Linked DNA regions of Sus scrofa: regions 1 and 2 are each linked to region 3. The links are chromatin contacts, called in public Hi-C and HiChIP or PLAC-seq maps. All regions are on one chromosome and are shown on one strand. Each heading gives the region's core, a stretch centred on a gene start, on an enhancer-like site or on the middle of the called end of the contact. The rest is flanking DNA. Distances are from core to core; before and after follow the strand shown.

Region 1 (4,111 bases), core at 455-2,954, 260 kb before region 3:
AAACATTCTGAAATAAACACACCACTGGCATCCCCATGTTCATTTAGTTTTCTAAGTAAAATATCTCTCACTTTGCATGGCAATATATGTGCCTACCCAAAATCTGATCTGCATTTGATGTGCTTTTCTGCACTAAAGCCTAGAATATGGTACTTCCAGGAATTATTGTAAAATGTAATTGAATCATCCTTTCTGGCACTCAAATCTTTCTTTCTTGAACTGCTTGCCAGTGAAATCAGTATACATAATAGGAAATGGGAGATTTCCAGACTTGATAAAAAGGAAGGATAATTTCTCTGAGAAAAAAAATTGGAATGGTGTAAAGGAAGAAAAAAGCCAAATATTTCCTAGAAAGTAAGACTATATACCTATTTTTCCTCCACTTCACAACTAGTCCTTCTGTCTCTCAGATCTGAATTTTTACAATTTGCATTTCTTGTTACTATGCCTGCCACCCACTGAGAAATATTCCTTGTCTGCAGTATTTTTCGTCCAATGTTTGAAAGGACAAAACTTTTCAAGACAGGTTTATAGAGTAGTTCATTCTCTTGATGAAGTCAAATGCAATTTTTTATTTGTGACTGCTATAAAGACACAATACCCAGATTTTGTAAATCTTGGTCAATTATAAAACAGAACTCAAAAATTATTCTCAATTCTTTTCCCACAAAATAGCCAAATTTGCCTATTTATCAGTTAGAGAACAAACTTGGACTATTGTAGGATTTGGTTCACTGAATATCCAGGTTCTTTCCAATGAGCTACTTTTAATCTCCTATTCTCTCCTGTATTCAGAACTTTTCAGGACAGCCAGCCTAAAGCACTAATCAAATCTCTCCCATGAAAAATGATAAACCAAAAGCAAGGTTTACCAAAAAGCTGAGCTAACTACTGTCTGGGTTGTCTCTGGTCCCCTTGGAAGGGGACATAATTAATTTCATTCATAAAGCTTTATTACCTTTCCAAAACAGTAAATTCTACTTACTCCCTAAACATAAAAACTTGCTAATGATTCACATATAGACTTTGCATATCCATTTGGTACTTACTACATTTCAAATTTGCATTTTATCACACATCTTATTAATAAATCTTTAACCTTATCACATATCCAAGTCATTTCCCCCTAGCTAGATTTTAGTCTTCCTAAAAGCTATAAATATTTATCTTTATAGTACCTAATCTAGTATTAAGCATACAGTGAGGACTCTATAAATATTTGCTAAATGAAATCAAACTGATATAACCATTAAATGCTATGAACTTTCTAAAACTCAACATAGATAAACAAATCCTCTGTGTGGAAAGGAAGGTATATGGCCCCTCTTCTGCACTGTTTTACATTTCCTTCCGAACTGCTACATGCACACTGCAATAATAAGGAAACACACATCCTCCCTAAAGCAAATAAAAAGGTCCTAATGAAAGTGATGTACCCCACTAGCATTCAGACTCTGAAAACAACAAATGTGATCTTGGCCAGAGAAGAATCTAATGAAAACAATCACATTAAACATAGCTCTTCCCTGCTCAGTGCTCAGTAAGTGAGCAGCAGGCTTTCTCTGTCTAGCTTACAGAAAACAGGAGGTAGCAGTTTGCAAGGAGCAGCGTTTTAATGTGATTGGACTATAACAGACAATCTATTTACAGCATGCTCTGGGGAGCTTATAAACAAATGTTGAGTAATTTCAGCCAGCAGTAATTACCCTTGCAGCTGACAAGGATAGCATGAGACTTTCTCCTTCACCTTCAGCCCAGTCCAGAAGGCAGTGTACACAATGCCACTTCTAATTATTTCTGCATTTCTATGGCTAAAGACCAAAGTGTATTATTAGAGAACATTTTAGAAGCTTTTTAAAAGCTTATTTATTAGGACAATTAAAAGTCATCACTATGACAGCAAATAAAAGGTTCCATTCTCAGGAATGCAGTATCAAATGAGCTTCTGCCCACTTACTTTTAAGGCAAGGTGGACTTGTTTTGTGTTGTCTATTGTTAAGAACCTATCACTAAAGCTTGGTAATAAAAAGAAATAGCATCTGGAATGCATTTGGTTTAATTCTGAGATATACCTTTTGCTCTTAACTATTTTGAAGCAATGTAGAGCACATAACTGAAGTTATTTCTCAACAGGCGTATTTTGAAATGTGTGTGTGTGTGGCTTGATTACAGATGCTGTTGGAAATAAAATACACATGGTCATACAATCTCTCTTCTTCTACCTCTCACAGGAGGCACGAGATTACCTTGGCTGGTTAAAGGATTTTATACGGAGAGGTCACTCATACTGCATCAGTTTGATGTAAGAATGATGTTAAAAATTCAAAGATCTAAAAATAAACCTTTGGCAGATAAGCTTCTAATGGAGTGCTGAAGGAGTAAAACAATTATGCAGAGCAATCACCCTGAGCGTTTGTAATTAACAATCAGATTGCTTCCCAGAAGTGTCCAACAAGAAAACTTTTGTTGAACATTTCTATACGTGCCAAACTACCCCAAAGTAATTGAGGAAATCAGTGAACTGTGGTGTGTGTCGGTTCTCAGACACCACGGCCAGTTTGGCGTTCACTGAGCTTCTGTCCGCCTCGGTAGGTTCTGTTCAGATCCCTACGATAGGAATTGACAGCAGATATCTAATCTCCCAAAGTATATTATTTACATTTTTTGATATGTTACATTACATTACATTCTGTCATGTTGCATTTCATCAACAACAGATAGAATATTGCATAACTTCATGTGACATGATGACAGATCTCTCTCTCTCATACACACACACAAGTTTTGGAAGGTGGGTCTAAGGAAATGCATTTGAATCTGACCCTAAAAGTACCCTAGAAGCCTTCTATTCATGACCAAAGCCATGACAAAACCATCATGTTACCCTACCCAGTGACACCTGAGCTTATTCAATATATATGTTGCCACCTATTTGTAAGTATTTTTAAATGTGTCATTAAGATATACAATGTACCACAAAAGCAGGTCCTGAATGTTAAACAGTAATATGCTGAAAATTAGCCTTCTTGAAAGAAACATCCAAAAAAACAAATTAGTGTTTAACAATACACTGTCAGATGCACATTCCTGCTATTGCTCTGCTCTCATTGCTGAGACGTGGTTGGCAGACGGACAATAATTTGTCCTTGTTCTTGAGACTGGCAGGTGTCACTTTGGCCAGTGTGGAATGTGAGTGACAGATATTTTACAGCTGAAGAAATGAGAATGCAGAAATTCAAGAGTACCTCTGGGATTTCCCTGGTCATTTGTGGGCAGCACAAGGGCAGGGCGGGCTGCTATGCTAACGCAGGACTGCTGGTTGTTGCCACTGCTGCAAGCTCCTGCCGATTCACAGCATTTTAAATAATATTTCTATTAGCAAGGATGTGTTCTTCTTTGATGGAAACATGAAGAAAGCTGCTCTCTAGGCTGCCTGTTGTATACTAAACTGCTCTAATTGCTTGCCTGTGCTTTATTCAGAAATCTGGTAAAATCTGATTTCAGTGCAAAATTGCTTACAGATTTTAGCATTTTTGAACATGCAAGTTTTCATACACATTAATGTAATTTATCAAAAAGCTAGAAGTTTGTTTTCCTCCTCTAAAAGTGTCAAATTATTTTTGTTTTACAAAAAAAGAAGGAATTTTTTCTTATTAGAAGATAGGTAAGCTCTTAATAATAGGAAATAATAACAGAATGTAATACAAGAATAAAAATAAGACTATGTTTCTTTTCTACCTGGACATAATCTTGGGCTTAATCTAATTCTCATATATTAAAATGAAAGATAAATTAAACATTTAAATTACAAGGTTAAAACTAGCTATAAAGCTTCAAAAATCTAAGCTATATTTTAAATTTAAAATTTTTTTGAATTTATAATTTTAGATTTCCAAATTTAAAGGTTCATCTTTCTCAATAAGTTTTTAAAAACATAATTATCCAAATATAATTGATATGTAAATTAAATAGTTTGAGGTTTATAAGAAAAACATGGTTAAAGCCAGCAAAAAGTCCAAAGATTTTACAAACTAAACATTCTCCAAAATTTACAGGTATATGTTTAAAAGGGAAAAATAAAAATTACTTCTTTTAAAAATATGATATAAAA
Region 2 (3,925 bases), core at 1,134-3,633, 390 kb before region 3:
TAATAAACAAATTAGAATCAATCGATGAATGAATAAAGCTTTGGTTTTTCTTTAATTAAAAGAGCCAATGAAGAACAAAACCCCATGTACATGTTAAGAGACAAATTAAAAACTACATCAAAATCTTAAAATTATACTTTATAAAAATATAAAATGTCTAAATGAAATTGGAGACACAAAAATTCTATTTACTCAGCTCACCACAGAAGTATAAACACTTCATTCTTCTTTCTTTTTTTTAAGCCACTTAAAGAATACTCTAAATGCAGTGTAAGTTTCCACTTACTCTCACATATCATTTATAATAAATCCTTCGATTTCACATTGAAAAAAGTATTTAAATGAGTCGATAGGGTTAATTCTCTTAATTATCTTTAAGAAAATTCTTTTCGAAATTTTGCAAAATGCTACATTATGTTACTGAAATATATAAAACAATTTATCTACATGTAGTCTAATTGTTTTTCTAATACAAATGAATATCTTGATCACATTCATTTATGCAACAAATGTAATCTTACTTGTAATTATTCCACTCCATTTCAAAAAAAAATAAAATAAAATGTAATGCATTTCAAAATTTCTATACACTTTTTTCATCAGATCAAATAATTACCTCTCCTAATTTAAGGCACTATGTTCGTTCGTTCTATCCCTCTTAAATTTTTTTTAATTTCCCCATTTAATTAAAACCAATTATCTTATATACACAAGTTTAAATTTTGAAGTTTGACTTACTTGTTCTTCCCAACCAAAAATGCACTTACTTAAAGCTAATTGTGAGTTTGGTAGCCTCCAGACTATGAAGAAATCCCCAGTTTTGCCCTTCAGGAGCTTATACTTAAAAACAAAATAACTCTATTTATTTCTCCAGCAAGTGAACAACGTGTCTAAACCCTTCGATTGTTAAAGGCCAAATGTATGAAGAAATACACAGCTGTATGGCAGAGTTAAAGTTCATATACATGAAATATTGTAAACTTTTAGGGTAGAATTTAACAGTCATATGGGATAGGCAAACAGGTTGGCTATAAATGTAAAAAAATGTACAATTAGTTTTGCTTGAACATTGACTAGAGGAGAGAAATCCATACTAAAAAAAGGCTTATTGATTTTTTTCGTATATCTAATTAAAGAAAATAAAGTTGAATGCTTTCTTTCACCCTGACTTCCAAAAATATGGGGAAAAAATATTATAAAGATGTGCATCGCACATATAACCTTGCCCTGTATAGTTTTCATAAGAGAAAAGCAAATAAATAGCAATTGTCACTACTCTAAATGCACTGCCGCGCTCCCTAAGATTTATCTCTACTCCTTCCCTCATTTATTATTGCCGGTAAACTATGTATTTGCCACTAACACTGTCTGAATAGATTTGAAACAGTAAGTATAACAGGCTCAAATGGACAGTGCCTATTATCCCTTCCCTCTTCTCTCTTGCCCTTTAATGGCCTATAACTTCATTCAATCTGTAGCTACATTTGTGTTCCTTTTACAACAAAAAGGGTCATAATGTTGTCTCTGATAATACTGAAATTGCCTCATTTGTTCATCTTCTTTCAGTGCCTTGGAGCTGGTCACCCTCTCAACTGATGCCTAGATTTATACCCATCAACTTTGAAATTTAAGGTCTTGTTTAGTCACTGGCAATCTCACCCACAAAATGCCTTGGGATTCGATGAACCAACCGGGAGACAGATGCCCAGGGAGGCCCAGGTCTAACTGGCTCTGGGAACTCACGCCTGAGGCGGCAGGGACACCTACTAGAACAAATCCGGGTGTCATTCTCCTGCATCGCAGGAAAAGAAAGGCGGCTTTGCCAATCCCCAAGGCAAGGGAGGGAGCAGTCGGTCAGCTGACACTGAGAAGGCGAGAGTGAAGGAATGAGAAGAATGTGCTTGCTCAGAAGATGGGAGCGATAGGGACTCCCCACTCCGACCCCAGTGCGTTGGCACCGGGAGAAGCCTGGCCTCCCCTCAGCTGTTGCCACTGGGGCTGTCACCGCGGCGGCCGCTGCCCGCGACAGCGCCGCGGGAGCGGTGATGCCGGCGCTGAACTGGCCACCGCCGCTGCTTCTGCCTTGACTGTTGCCCCTGACCCTTCTGCTTCTTCTTTCTTGATTTTAGAATCAGCTTTTCTTTTCTTTTCTTTTCTGTTTGTTTGTTTGTTTTGTTTTTAATCCTGGCAGTACCTCTTGGAAAAAGCAGAAAATAGCCTCCACATTTGTCAGAGAGAAGGGAGCCCAGAGAGGAAGGGTAGGGTGAAGTTGTTAAGGCTTCTAAGCAAGCTGGGATTCTGGGGCCCCTTCTGTCTTTTCTCCCTCGCTCTGGTTAGCATTTTCCCTCCTGCTGCAGCAGTGCTTTGTCAGCCTTGGGCTGGGAACTAACTGTGAACGTAGTCTCCTCCTCCTTCCTGACTTTTGAGGATGCTTCACCCCTCGCCCCTCCAACAAGGAGAAAAATACCAAAGGTATAAAAAGGGAAGTAAATCCTCCAAGAGAACTTTGTCTTTGACAATCCAAATTTTACTGGTATTCCTGTAAGAGAAAATGGATCTTTTCAAGTCCTAGGACAATAAAATAAAATTCAAATGGATGAATATGGCAGGTTGGGGAGCAATTAACACTAATTTGGAAGAGCTCTTCTTGAGGATTTTCTTGACCTGACCATTCATGTTACTTCCCTTTCTAAGATCTTCTTCCCCTTTCAAGGCTAAAAGCTGGGTATGATTCAGCTCATAAAAATATGTCACAGCAATTGGAATTTACCCTTTGACCTTCTCTCACCACCACCTCCACTACACACCACACACACACACACATTCACACACAAGTTGCAATTCACTAGCTAGCCTTGTTTTTACTAAACAGATGGCTGTGTTACTGGTGAAAACTGCCTTTTTGCACAAGATAAAACTTCTAAGATCTTAGGATAGGAGCTATTTGCAAGAGGAGCTCAAAGCCACATTTTCTTTGGTGCATATGTGAATTCTGAAATAGTTTGGGCAATAGAGTGGTAGATTATTTACCTATTTGGTAAGCAGAGGCACAAAAAAAAAAAAACTGTCAGTAAATAGCAGTCTTTAACATCATTCTTCTCTATGAAATTTGTTTTTGTGGGTCAATTATGGATGATTACATTCAGCATTTAAAGTTCATAAGCATAATTCTTTCAGGGAATCAAGTGACTCGATTTAAAACACATAGGAAAGGGACAGAAAGCTGAGTCTAAAATGTATGAGGAGAGTTTTTTAGTTTTTCTAAAATCCTGTTCACCTTTCCAAATAATTTTTCCTTGCCTTTGTGTTGTGAAAGCCCCATTACCAGCTATGGAAAAAAAAATAGTGCTAAATGTTTTGTACAATTTCTTTTTGTGTGTATGAAGCTTGAAAAGTCAAGAAAATGTGCAAAATACTGAATCAGGCCACCAGGGCCAGTTCAAATGCACAGAGAGGCATTTTTACTGCATTATTTGAACTATTATTAAATAAAATGCTTTCTTCCCCAGAACTTGGCTAAGTACTAATTTTCCAAAACACGAATTTGATTTCTGGTGGGAAGTTAGAAATAATTTGAATGCATGACTACATCCTTGTACCCTCTCAAATTAACAGTGTTCCCTGGGCCCCACCCGACATCCTGAGAATGGTGCAGACTCAGATCACATTGGGAGAGCTTAAAGTGTCCAGGAAGCATTTGAATCTAGAGGTCTGAGAACATAAGCAAGTTTAAACATTGTTTTATCCATGAATGTGGGGACTAGAAATAATAAATTGAAACAGTTACTGGCAATACATTACCAAATGCCTAAGTAGTGACTAACTGACAAGTTAAAAAAGAAATTGCCAGACGGGAATTAAGTAGTTTTTAACATTAAAATAATTGTACTCATCTTTTTTGAAACAATCATTTTGCTCCTCTGTG
Region 3 (3,675 bases), core at 710-3,209:
TGTATTAGATATCCCTTCACTCACCCCAAAAAACCACACTCAGAAGAACTGATTACTCCACAAAGTGCAATCATTGAGAGCAGAGTCAAAATTCATTAATAGATTGAGAAAAAAAATGTCATCCACTTCTGTGTGTGTACATATGTATATAAATATATATACTTTCATTAGTAAGCATTCTTTCCCCACAATCGCACCCTCTCCCCTCTCCGCCCAGCCCCCTCCCCCCAAAAAACCTCACACTGAGTTTAACTCATTTACATACCATTTGACTTCAGTGGTTATATAGCGCATTACTAGCAACATGCAACTTTGGGATTACAGCTAAAACCAATAAAGGTGGACTTCAGGAATCTATTAATCAAAACTGAAATATACAAACAAGTAATAGCAAAAACAAACAAGATTTTGACAGATTAAAATATCCATATATATAATTTTAAAGGAATTATATATCATGAGCAGCTGCTTCCCAAGCAGAGTCTTCAATGGTTTTATCATGCTATTTAATTTGTCTTTCCTATTTAGATGCAAAGGAAGTAAATTCCAAAACTGACATACCATAAACACTGGTGCTACTGATCATTTCTTGCTGGCAGCACAAAAAGCTGAATTGGATTTCTCACAAGCAGGAATTCCAAAGGTTGCTTTTCATTAAAGCCACTTTTCCTCTCAGCTATCAAATGTCACTGCCTTGAAACGTGGGCCCTTTCGTCAGGTATTCATTTAACCTACATGCATATAATTAAGGGGGAAAGCAACATCAACAAAAAGGGGATCTCAGATCACAGGAGAAGAAAGAAAGGAAAAAAAGCACATGACCAGGAATGCAAGTCCATGTCAATTTCACTCACTCCCATTGAAACTAACAAGAGCTCCGGGGAGGACGGTAATAGGATCAGTGGATTGTATATACCATTAAATTATACATCTTTCTCTCCCGTTCCTTGCCAACAATACGCCCACCACGCTGTACCCCCTCCAAGATGATGTGCTTACATTTTTCTGCAACCGATCTTCTGACATTTTCACGTCCCTCAGCCACGAGATTGTAATTTAACCTCAACTTTTTGTGTGTGCAAGATTCTTATTTACACTTCTTATTTACTTAGAAGTTAGTTCCCAAAGAAAGTCTAGCCCCACCCTATGGCTCCGCTTTCTTATTTTTTTTTTTTATTTCGAAGTAAAAATATAGTAATAAGTAAGCTCAATATAGCGGAAAACGAGACTCTTGCAACCGCGAACTCTTAATCCTACACTATTGTTACAATGATTAAGCAGCAAAAATATGCATTATAATGTTTCAGGGCTACTTTGTACTGAGAAATTAGACAGCAGGTTGGTGTACAGAATATAAACGGGATGCAAATTAAATTTAATGTTTACGGCACAACTCGAAGATCTCTTTTCATTACAGGTCTTGGATTTATTTATATTCTTTAAAATTAAACAAACAAAAACCAAAACAAATTTAAACAGATGGTAGAAAACTACGAAGCTCCTCTTACCTGAACGCGCGGAGCGAAAACCCGATAGGTTAGCGTAGCATCGATCCGATGTGTTTGCTGATGAATGGAAGCTAGGGTTAAGTGAAGGTGCCTATGATTTGAAATCATTCCAAGTTTTTGAAGGGAAGACGGACTGCAGCCTCTGCCATGTTGGAATTTCAAACCCAAAACAGCTGCTTGGAAGGAGCCAGCATGCCAGAGGCTGGGCGCAGGCGCAGAGCGCCGCCGAGCCAAATTCAAATCACTTTCACACTAAGAGCCAAAGATCAGTTTTCAAAGGAGAGAGGGAGAAAGAGACCGAGGCTGCCGTGAGGGAGAGGAGACGGGAGGCAGTGGCGAGAGGCGGGCAGTGGAGAGAGACGGGCAGCGGGAGGACCGGGAGGGAGAGGGAGAGGCGCACGGAGCCCGCGGAGCTGGAGGGGGAGAAAGGGAGGCGGGAGGCAAGCGGCGAGCGAGCTAGAGACGCGCCAGAGATTCATGGGCAGGGAGGGCTCAATGGCCGCGCCGCGCTGGCCGGCCGGCCGCTCGGGTCATGTTACACGGCCGGGGCCGCGGCGGCCGCCCAGCCTCGTCGACGCGCTCACGCGGCCCGGAGGGGGCCCCGAGGTCATGATTACGCGCGCGGGGACAGGGAGCTCTGCCTGCCCGCACTCTCAGGCGGCCCAGTCTGGGGAAAGGGGAGCGATGCCTCGGGGGAAAGGGGCCTTTCTTTCCCACGCGTGACCAGCCGGCCCTTCGCTCCCTGCCCGCCTTGAAGGGCTCTCGGCCCACTACCCCTCCCTGCCCACTCCAGGCCCTCTCGACAGTTGCGGCGGGTTCACCCTTCCCCACCCCCCTCGACTCCGCGCACAGGACGGGATATGGCCCCGGGAACCCGGACCTCACCCGCACTCTCCCCTGGGCCCCTAACACCAGCCAGAAAATGACTTTATCTGCCAAGAGGAGGCAACTTCGGGGAAAAAAAAAAATCCGAATTAACCCACTTCCCCTCCCGCGCCGCCCTGTGAATAAATAAAATCCGAAGTAGCTAGGTGTGCGGTCCACTCTTCTGCTCTCTTGCTCCCCTCCCTACCTCCCCCAGGCGGCTCGGGTAGGGGAAAGCAACGCCTGGGGGGCCCGGTGCGGGCGGCTGGTGCGCAGGCATAAACGTTAGGCTTCAGCTTTCCCAGCCCCCTTCTATGGTGCAATGTGGGGACCCAGGAGTGGGAAGAGAGTAGGGGCTTTGTGGTGCTGGGAGCTGAGGAAGAAAGAAATGTGCAGTTGAGTGTGTTGCTGCATCCCAGGGAGCAATGCAGTGCTGATTGTCTGTTCCTGAGATAGCCTTTTGTTCGGAACATAAGGTTTAAGAAACACACACACGTTTTCTGGGGTCTCTTGTTAGATGTAAATGTGCTGCATCCAGACACTTACTATGCAATGTAAGCTCAGTTGGTTTACTAATCACCCCGCCCCACCCCCAACAACCAGGATCATTTGAATGGGAACCTCATTCAGACTTCTAGGCTGCGAGTACTGCCTTCAACCTATTTCATTCTAGACTAGCCAACCATCCAACTGAGATAATAAAGCAAACAATAACATTTGATCATGATGTCTACGAGATAATGTGCCCAGCAAAGTTCTTTAGAAATTGTAATGAGAAAGAGAGTGAGTGGGGTAATAATTTCTCTTCGTTTTCATTAAATATGACTTTAATAGATAAATGGTTAAGTTTATACTTTGGCCTGGTGGACATCCGGTCCTCTATATTTCAACTAAGCTAAGAATGAAAGAGGCAAATTAAATATTCGACCAGTAGCCCATCAAGCTGAAAATGTTACCCTTGAAGGTTGGAACTGAAAATATACTAGTATAGGACTGACCCTCCTCATAACGAGCTGGTTATTCACATTTACCCCGCTTCTCTGCTGCAGATTTAATAGAGTAAATTGCAGCTCTCCAGATGATGAAATGCAGCTTTTAAAATATACCAAATATATACTCTGAAATTAATTTCATTCTCATGTGTTTTTCTTACCTTTGGATGGATAGCTATTGAATGGATGCGTTTAGCTAACACAATAAGAAAGAAAAAGTGTTTTAGTTAAATCTAGACAGACGACAATTTAAAATAAAAAAAGGTGATTCAAGATCTTACTAAATATTTCTAGGGAATGAAATTCTATTT

The links. A called contact is a pair of places that touch in the nucleus more often than the background predicts. HiChIP or PLAC-seq counts read pairs in DNA pulled down with a chosen protein or histone mark.
Region 1: a contact with region 3 is called in a Hi-C map of fetal heart ventricle, with 4 times the contacts expected there. The contact joins the enhancer-like site here to the promoter of FIGN in region 3. A contact is called at or near these places in 3 of 47 Hi-C or Micro-C datasets (embryonic fibroblasts, fetal heart ventricle and heart right ventricle) and 1 of 2 datasets of contacts at active chromatin or transcription factors (skeletal muscle).
Region 2: a contact with region 3 is called in an H3K27ac HiChIP or PLAC-seq map of skeletal muscle, with 6 times the contacts expected there. The contact joins the enhancer-like site here to the promoter of FIGN in region 3. A contact is called at or near these places in 11 of 47 Hi-C or Micro-C datasets (alveolar macrophages, embryonic fibroblasts, fetal heart ventricle and 7 more) and 1 of 2 datasets of contacts at active chromatin or transcription factors (skeletal muscle).

Annotation. Positions count from the first base shown.
Region 1 is chr15:70,133,162-70,137,272 of Sscrofa11.1, forward strand. No RefSeq gene overlaps it. Among named protein-coding and RNA genes, the nearest start is that of FIGN, 260 kb to the right of the region's middle. Within about 2 kb of position 1,705, at least 5 of the 83 cell types and tissues checked have an H3K27ac peak or open chromatin away from gene starts, as enhancers often do.
Region 2 is chr15:70,005,293-70,009,217 of Sscrofa11.1, forward strand. No RefSeq gene overlaps it. Among named protein-coding and RNA genes, the nearest start is that of FIGN, 390 kb to the right of the region's middle. Within about 2 kb of position 2,384, at least 39 of the 83 cell types and tissues checked have an H3K27ac peak or open chromatin away from gene starts, as enhancers often do. A contact at or near this core is called in mesenteric adipose tissue, retroperitoneal adipose tissue, skeletal muscle and 1 more, where this site is marked.
Region 3 is chr15:70,392,136-70,395,810 of Sscrofa11.1, forward strand. It overlaps FIGN (fidgetin), which reads right to left and starts at 1,960. Exons shown (of 3, transcript XM_003483662.4): 1 at 1,509-1,960; 2 at 562-731. The coding sequence starts at 586.